Regions from separate parts of the Mus musculus genome. Here regions 1 and 2 are each linked to region 3. A link is a contact called in public HiCAR-type and Micro-C data. All regions are on one chromosome and are shown on one strand. Each heading gives the region's core, a stretch centred on a gene start, on an enhancer-like site or on the middle of the called end of the contact. The rest is flanking DNA. Distances are from core to core; before and after follow the strand shown.

The links. A called contact is a pair of places that touch in the nucleus more often than the background predicts. HiCAR-type assays count read pairs that join an accessible place to other places.
Region 1: a Micro-C map of granulosa cells shows a contact between it and region 3, with 4 times the contacts expected there. The contact joins two enhancer-like sites. A contact is called at or near these places in 2 of 484 Hi-C or Micro-C datasets (cortical neurons and granulosa cells).
Region 2: a contact with region 3 is called in a HiCAR-type map of fibro-adipogenic progenitors, with 5 times the contacts expected there. The contact joins two enhancer-like sites. A contact is called at or near these places in 1 of 484 Hi-C or Micro-C datasets (nephron progenitors), 1 of 115 datasets of contacts at active chromatin or transcription factors (fibro-adipogenic progenitors) and 1 of 9 other capture datasets (embryonic stem cells).

What each region holds. Positions count from the first base shown.
Region 1 is chr3:28,106,349-28,109,172 of GRCm38.p6, forward strand. The region is part of intron 21 of Pld1 (phospholipase D1); the gene reads left to right. Among named protein-coding and RNA genes, the nearest start is that of Gm42196, 69 kb to the right of the region's middle. Within about 2 kb of position 1,538, at least 33 of the 459 cell types and tissues checked have an H3K27ac peak or open chromatin away from gene starts, as enhancers often do. A contact at or near this core is called in granulosa cells, where this site is marked.
Region 2 is chr3:27,492,777-27,495,843 of GRCm38.p6, forward strand. The region is part of intron 9 of Fndc3b (fibronectin type III domain containing 3B); the gene reads right to left. Among named protein-coding and RNA genes, the nearest start is that of Gm32738, 12 kb to the left of the region's middle. Within about 2 kb of position 1,720, at least 15 of the 459 cell types and tissues checked have an H3K27ac peak or open chromatin away from gene starts, as enhancers often do. A contact at or near this core is called in fibro-adipogenic progenitors, where this site is marked.
Region 3 is chr3:27,764,905-27,767,873 of GRCm38.p6, forward strand. No RefSeq gene overlaps it. Among named protein-coding and RNA genes, the nearest start is that of Gm42194, 11 kb to the right of the region's middle. Within about 2 kb of position 1,712, at least 123 of the 459 cell types and tissues checked have an H3K27ac peak or open chromatin away from gene starts, as enhancers often do. A contact at or near this core is called in fibro-adipogenic progenitors and granulosa cells, where this site is marked.

The DNA.
Region 1 (2,824 bases), core at 288-2,787, 340 kb after region 3:
TTTAATCCCCACAATCTATAGGTAAAGGCTGGCCATGGCAGTATAAACTTATGATCCCCGTGCTGGGGCCTCGAACAGCTGAATCGCTGGGATCACTGGCTGGCCTCCTCCAACTGGGAAGTTCCAAGTCAGCGAGACTCTGTCTTAATGACCATGTGGACAGGTGCTGAAGGGGACACGTGAGTTAGGCTCTGGCTTCCATACACATATGTAGGCACATACATGTGCGTTCACACATATGCACAAAATCTTATACACACACAAATAAATATATTTTAGAAATCATATAAAATAAATAGAAAGGAAGTGGGAAGGGGCTTGTTCTAGTTCCTCTAGAATTCTGCTTAGGATGAAAAAACAATTTTCACTCGCTCACTCTTTTTTTTTTTTTTTTTTAATTAAAAAAAAACCTGTGTTTGTTTATTTTCTGAGACAGGGTTTATCTGTGTAGCCCTAGTTATCCTGACACTCCCCCTGTAGACCAAGCTGGCCTCGAACTCAGAGGGCTAATAATGCAACACTGATAACAGCTTTATTCCCAACATCCACGAGGCAAAGCAACCCAACAGTCCACTAGCAGATGAACGTGTACACACAATACAGAAGAATATTCAGCCACAAAGCTGAAGGAGCTGTGAAGCATGCCACGGTATGGGTGAACCTTGAGGGTAGTGTGTTAAGGAAAACAAGTTAGACCAAAAAGGACAAGCCTCATGTGATTCCTCATATATGCAAAATCCAGGTAGAGTAAACTAGAGATAGCCAGGGACTCTAGGGAGTGGGAGGTGGGGGATGAAAGCTGGGGGGTAGGAATGAAGCGAATTCTATCTGTGATGATGATGAAAAGCTTTGAATATGGAAGGCATCATGTAAAATTAGGACCACAGTTAATGATGAAGACTCTCACAGTGGACAGAATGCCCAATTTTACATTTTATATATTTACCATAATGAAAATTCAAATGAAATATAATTAAGAAAAATATCAAGTATAGTTTGACCTACTTTTTGCTGAAATGTTCTTTTAATCTGACTCCAACCCCATCCTCCCAGCCAACAGAGCACACTGAAAGCATGGGTTCTCTACTGAAGGCTGCCCCAAATAGAAAGCTATGTGAACCTCCACCCAGTGTGTTGGAGCAGGTCAGCCCTCAGCCCAGGTCATGAGCTTGTCATGAATGAGCAAGACACAGAGCTTATGGGTCACTTCCTGGCCACGGTCTGGGAAAGAAGAGGCAGATGAGACCCGGTTCTGACTGCAGAGCCAGGCAGCTCCAATGAACAAGGTGACCTAGAAGTGCTTCCATCCTGGCTAGGAGCTCAGCTGACTTGCTTTATTAGCACGTGGGTGGGGTACTGTGGACATCACTGGAATGACTATGGGACGTCTCACAGGAATATACTTTAGTTAAGTGTCCACTTGGGTTCATGCAGTCTTTTAAATGTGGACTGTGGGAAAGTAGCTCAGGGCTTCCTGTTCTTCTCCTGTGTCCTGTTTACCATTTAAAGACTGTGCCTTGTCGCCTAACCAAGGCAGTAACCAGGGCTGTTCACATTTTCTCTGTATTCTTCCCAACTCAAACTACGTTTGCCATCTAGTGAGTAATCCTTGGCATTGCAGCAGTCTCCCTCAAATGCCTCATTTCTCAGCCATTGACTTTTCATACTATGGTCCCTTTGATAGTCACTTCTGCCCTGTGTTGTCATGAATATATGGACATTCAGACCCACCTGTCAGGTTTGACCATTAGAACAGAGAAAATTCTCACAAGAAGGGTCTCTTCCTCTGTTCACAAGAAGACGAACTATGACCATTAGGTATAATAAATGGTTTAAGCAGGATGACCCTTGAGAATTAGCCAGCAGAGAGAATGTGCTCAAGCAAACTGTATTTGTGCACTGTGAGGTATCCAGCATCTCTCTCAAGCTTTCTCTCTTTCCCGTGTATTCCTAAGCAAAGCCAGAAGCTTTAAGAGTTTGGGACTCTCGCTGTACATGTTGCCTAGTGGGCTATCTAGCCTGTGGTCAAGGATAGCTATAAAGTCAGCCTGATGCAAAATGTTAAACTCACACAAAGCACTATGAGAGGGTTTTCACTAACTCCATTTTACCATTCTCCAGCATAGCCTTAGTCGATGACAATGTCCTGCCTTGGTGTCAAAAGGCTTGATGTGTCTATCAGAGCATAGCATTCTGGGCTTCTGAATACACATCAAAAGAAAGAGCTGCATTTTCTTCTATTGTTCTAGCTGTCATTAAGAAGCTTCGGTTTCCTATAAAAGGTGGCCTGAAGATACTGTGTTCTATAAGCTGGGGATTTGAAAATGAACACTGGCTGGGACTTGCTCAGTGGGTAAAAGGTGGTTGTCACACATGTCTGCTGACTTAAGTTCGGTCTCAAGAGTCCATGTGAAAGAACAGTGGGAGGCGAGAACCAGCTCCATAAAGTTGTTCTCTGAACTCCTCACATGGGCTGTAGCGTGTGTGCCTATGCTCCATATATACAATAATAGTCCTTTTTTAAAATAAAGTACGGGCCATTGAGATAGCCCAAACGGTAAAGATGCTTGCTGCCCAGAGCAATACTCTGAATTCAATCTCCAGGATTCACATGGTAGAAAGAGACAAGTGAGTCTCACAAGTTGTTTTCATACTCTCTCTCTCTCTCTCTCTCTCTCTCTCTCACACACACACACACACACACACACATACACACACCTGTGCATAAATGTTTTAAAAATAAAATAAAAAATAACAACTAGTCACTCAGAATTCTTGAAGAATTCCCAGTAACATTCTCTGGCTGGAACCTTAGCATTCCTAA
Region 2 (3,067 bases), core at 470-2,969, 270 kb before region 3:
TCTCTACTGCCCCTCCCCACCCACAAAAGAGTTGTGAACTGAAACAAACTTATTTCCAAGTTGGTTTGGGTCATGATGTTTCATCATATCAATAGAAACCCTAACTAAGACTTACAAAACAAGTTCTAGTATATCTGTACTGATATACAAACGAAAATAAATAAAAAACACTATGCCATTATCTACGAATCTATGTGCAGATCTGATTATATGTCACTGCCCTGTTCCTAGAAACTTGGAGGACAGAGAAGCACATTAAGCAATCCAGAAGGCCCAGTCAGCTAAACTGACAAGTGTAGAACACTCTACAAGACAGAAAAATGACTACAATAAAACCACAAAGTGCTAACGGGAAATCCGTGGGGCTAAGGGAATTTAAGAAACATTAACCAAATAGCATATTTAGGCTGCATTTGAATTTTTATAGCAACAAACTGAAGAAGAAAAACAACCTTCATGTTTCAGAAAACCAAGGAAAAGAGAGCAGTCTCTTGAGTGTTGAAGACATTCAGAACTCCTATAGTGTTTTAAGTGGCATGTAATGATGGCAATGTTCTTCAAGAGTGAAATATATATCCCCTAAATTTGACTTCAGGATCTTTGCTAGGCCAGAGTTTGGCAGAGAAAGAACTTGAGGGCAAGCATAAAGATCTGAGGTGGTTATATGGGCCATGTGCAGTTAGTTTGCTCATCTTGAGGTGTGGAGACTGTAGAGTTTGGCAGTTTGCAACTTGGGGTAGAGCATATACTTAGCTTACACGAGGCCCTGGGTGTAATCTCTAGAAAACCCCTCTCTAACAAGTTGGTCAGCAAGGAAAACTGTGAATTTTAAAGCATACTATAAACGTGCTACAGACAGTAAATTTTGATACATTATCCAATCATATCAGGATTACTTATTAATCAAAACTGTTCAGTGAACAAATAGTAACTACTTGTAATGATAACAGTAGCAAGCACATTGCTACCCATGATATTTATAAAAATATGAAAAATATTCCAGGGACCAGGAAGATCGCTGATGACCTGAATTTGGTCCCTGGAACTCACATGGTGGACAGAGAGAGCTCACTCCTGCAAGTTGCCCTCTGGTCTCCATATGTAACCTCCCCCAAATGAATAAATAAATTAAATAATCCAGCGTTTTCCACACAAGGGTAGTGTATTCCCCATAATATCCTCTAACAGGAAGCTCCACAGCATAGGACCATTTTCTTGGGTTAAATAAACCAGTTGGGAAACTCTGCACTCATCTCAAGCCAGAATATTTTCTTGCATTATGAATTGTAAGTTGGGGTTCCACGTGGTTTCCACGTCAATACCAGCCAAATGTACAAAGCAGGGGCTCCAAGAATTTCATCCATAGGTTTGCAGCTCCTTCCCACACGTCTGGGACATCCCAGGAGCCACAGTCTCCGGTAAGCGAGAGCTATTTCATAACTGCACTCTGGGCTGGTCAACTAGGCTTTTGGGAATGCCTCAAAATATCAGTTTTCTGGGAAATATCATTCCGTGATGTCACTTCTGGGCAGCTTCTTGGACAAACTACGCATGGTGGTGACTGGAAAAGTGCCACTAGGTTGATCATGGGCTTGCTCCACTTTATCTCTTCAATCCCTGACAGAACTACGGCTGACAGAAACTGTTCTTCTGTTGTTAAGCAAAGATCCAATTTATTTTTAAAGGCTTTAATATACCTTGAAGCACAGTAATAAAGACAGTGATGGCAGCTGTCCATGCCCTACAGTGGGCACAGGCTTCCCACGAGCCAGGCTCTAGTGCCTAAGTCCTGGCTTCCCATAGTAAGAATCATCGTAATAACATTGTTAACTTCATAAAACTGTCAACTAAACGAGGGAGACACTCTCTGAGAAAAGCCCGTGGCAACATTTGTAGATATGTAAATCTATATCTAGTTAAGCATAAGTATTTTAAAAAGCATTTATTTATGTGATTCACTTTTGTCCTTTAAAATAATTAGTGTATAGGTGAGGTATGTACTGGTGTGCAGCTGCACATGTGTGAGTGTGTGTGCAGAGGCCAGGGCAAGCTTGGTGTCTGCCCTCTGCTATCTATCTGCCTTATATTTGAGACAGAGTCTCTCGTTGGCCTGGAGCTCGGCCACCAGGTTGGGCTGGCTAGCTGGCAGTGAGGCCCGGGATCTGCTGTCAGGGCCTCAGCACTGAGCTACCAAGCACAGGCGATGATGGCTGGCTTTCCAACGTGTGTTCTGGGGATCATGCTGATGCCCTTATTCACTGAAAAAATGGGAAAAACTAGAAAAAATGGGATTTCCTCCCTCGCATCCTAGCATACAGTCTCAGTGTCTTTCCCCTTCTCTTCAGCTTCCCTCAACAACAGACCAGACTTCACTTCAATGTTTTTATACAACACATAACATTATTTCCCTAGTGGAAGTACTAATTACAATTTAATAATTATAAATTGATTATTTTTAAAACATTCTATCAGTTAATCAAAATGATTAAGTCAACAATCATCTAAGAAAAGACCTAAGTTTTACAAATCAATGCATACATTATATGTAAAAGTCTTTTTTTCTTCAATCACATAACAATAACAGCAGCAGCAGGAGCAGCAGCAGCAACAACAACAATGAAAGAAGTCAGGAGCTGTTTCTGCCCAGGAAACCGAGACCAAGCACCAGGCAGCTCATGCTAAGACTCCACAGCGGGAGCTGGCTACTTCTAAAGACAGTCTATATGTCAGTAGAGTCACGGACAACCAGTGCAGCAGGGGAGGGAGCGGAAAGAGAGGTACCACCAGGGATATCAGATAATCTGTGGACAGGATAAAACCTGAGCAGAGAAATCAAAGGAAAACTGAGGGCCAATGAAAGGCGATGGGAACAGGGAAGGTAAGGCGCCAACGGGAGCAAAGCACAGTGGAGAAGGAGGAAACTGTCCAAACAAAGCCCAGCATGGTCCACAGAAGCTATGGAAACGCAGCAATTGGAACAAAGGAACGGGGAGGCCTAATGCCACTTCAGTGCACAGTTTAACAACGGAATGTTTATGTGCCGAGACTTCTGGAGGTCTTAATCAAA
Region 3 (2,969 bases), core at 462-2,961:
ACAGCAAAATGATGGGGTCAGGGGTTAGGCCTAAGTATTCAGCCTTTTTCTGCTGTAAATAGCAGCCTGGTTCCACCAGGGAAGTCTTCATGGTGGAGGCAGAGCTTGCCAGTCATGAGGACAACAGCGGAGGGTCCTTGCTCTTAGATACGTGAACTAGGGAGTGGTGTGCATCTGTGTCTGAGGAAGAACTTTCTAGAAGTAGCTGGATCCAAGCCCAGGCAGGAAAGGGATAAAAGTTTGTAGTTGATGCATGCACATCTCTCAATTCAAGGTAGTCTTCTGACTTCCCGCCTGTCCGCGTGGCCCTAACGCCTCATTGGAGGCTTCCAGAATGGTCTTCCCTGGAATAGTGCAACAGGAGTGTTGTCTGCTAGGGAGATGAAAATGCCGCTCTACTTTTAGGATCTCCTGAGCTAGTCCTAGTAACCGCAGTGGGCAAGAACGGTGGTGTTTGAATCAATCCTGTGCCTTTGTGGGTAGAAGTGTCCTTTGCATCTGTCCAGCCCTCGGCACTGGCTATGGGCATCCTCTCTAGCTTAAGTTTTCCATACCCTTTACTTATGTGATTGGTATTTGGTCTGGATATGTGTGTGTGTGTGTGTGTGTGTGTGTGTGTGTGTGTGTGTGTAGAATTTTCTTTGTCAGTCCCACATGGAAAGACCATTTTTTTCTAGGTAAAGACTCTAGTCACCTGCTAGATTACTAATGACACAAAGACCAAAATAGCCTTAACTGTCTGTCAGAGGCTGGAGAAAGCCTGCTGGTGGACAGCTAACAACTACATATGCTTTCAACATGATGAAAATTGCATCTTTCAGATGCATCCTTTTTCTCCTATGATGGAGAAATTTCATTATATTCTTAAAGCAACTTGACATGAAAAATTCTGTTCAAAGATTTTTTTCTTTTTGGTAAGGTCAATTTACAACCTTAATTAAAATGGATTCATGAGCGTTTATGCAGTTCTTCTAGAAATGACTATTGCTGGATTAGGCAGTAATGAGTATTTTATAGAAGAGTCAATACGTGCTGTGTGTTTTCAGACTTGCCATCTGGTTCTAGTCTCTGTTTGGCAACAGGGTTTTATACGTGGCTTGGTTCGTGCAGCCAAGAAACCTCTCATTCTTTGCAATTTGCCACTCTTTCAAAGACCTACTTAGAGGCTCAAGCTTATAGCACAAGCTGCCAGATTTAAGTGTCTTAAGTTAGAGTCTCAGGGGCCCGAAATATCTCTTGTACCCACACATTTCCTGGTAGGCCAAACTTCGCAAAATAAACACAGATGACCTCTCGCCCATCCAGGCTTCCGGAAAGTTTAGAAATGATGCAAGCTCTTGGCAATATGATATGACACATTGCTGTGCCTGTGCAGAGTGAGAACTTCCTTCATTCTGCCCTGGTGTGGACAAACAAGCTACTTTGGCCTTGCTGTGGACTTAGAATCTGATTGACTTCAACACAACTAGATGCTATGTGAGTGGCCTCTGCTTGAAGAAGAGGGAGCCACAGGGAAGACTCCTGGTGGAGTCCCAGTAACATTCAAGACGGAGGAGAAAAGAGAAGCTAGTTTTCCCAACAGAACCTGGTTTCCCTTCCTTTCTCCACCTCCTTTGTGTGCAGGAATTGATCAGGGTTCTCCAGAGTGGCTGTCGCCACACGTGACACTGGCTTTGTTCATTCTCTTTGTAGGAGTGTGAGCTGGGACACTCCTGCCCTGTCCCATGCCCGTCTCTTTGTCACTTTGCCATTAGGCTGGCTCTCAGCCTAGCTTCCTTCCCAGGGTGATTTATTCTGATTTCTCTCATTCAATAAATGTAAATACACGTTTGAGCACTGACTGGTGTGTTCTGTCTCCTTTAACCCCTTTGATTATTCCGTATACTGTTTTCTAATGCCAAGTTGGAGTGCAAAGGCCCTTAGTTATTTCATTGAAGTTTTGTTTTGTTTTCATTAAGATTTTCTTCTCTTTCCAAGTCCTGAATATTCTGTTTTCACTAGGCCCAAAAAAGGCAATCCATATTTAGAAGTTTTAGAACACACAATTATGTTGCAGAACTAGGCACACCTGATTAAGGAAGCTTAATCATTAATGATTAAGGTGGGCCACTGTGAATTGAACCCGAATACTTGTCTCCTGGCTCCTGGCTCTAATTTGAAGGCTATGGAGCATGTATGGAACATGTATGGAGCATGTATCACAGATGTAGGTCACTAGAGTTGGGCCTTTGAAACCTACACTGCTGTGTGTTCCATCTTGCTATCTGCTTCCTGGCCTGTGTGGTGAGAGCCCCCACACGCTCCCACTGTGTGAACTGAGCTGGCTTCTTACCATGATGGACTGAGACCTTCTGAAGCTAAGGGCCACAATACATCCTCCCTCTCTTGTTTCTCTCAGAAAATGTGGTCACAGCCACAAGACAAGCAAGTGACCTTGAGAAACAGACTCGGTTTCAGACTGTGGGCTGTGTTGCTGTGATAAACCTGACCCTGTGGTTCTCCGACCTTGGGAACTGATTTCCAGGAGGGATGTGGAGGAACTGGAACCGCAGGATAGAAAAGCCCTCGACTGATGTAAGCGGAACTTAAGAAGTCATAATGATGGACACTTGGAAGACCACGACGCTCATAGAAAGGTGGCCAGAAAAGATTGGGCCTATAAGGTGTCAGGGGAGATCAAAACAAACCAAACAAAAACTCTTATCAGGGGTGGCAGTGGAGGGCATTGGTGTTACACGCTGAAAAGAAAAAGCCTCTTTACACTCTGCTGAACGTGAGTGAAGCTGAATTAAAAATGAACTAGTTAATTTGGTGGGAGGAATGTCAATATAGCATGATGTTCAGACTGTGAGAATTATTGCATGCTGCTTTCAGCCAGATTTACAGTGAGAAATGGGGGCAAAAAGTGAAGCAGAAAGATTTGTGTATGTCTGCATGTGTGCGTGCGTACGTGCATGCATGTGTGAGTG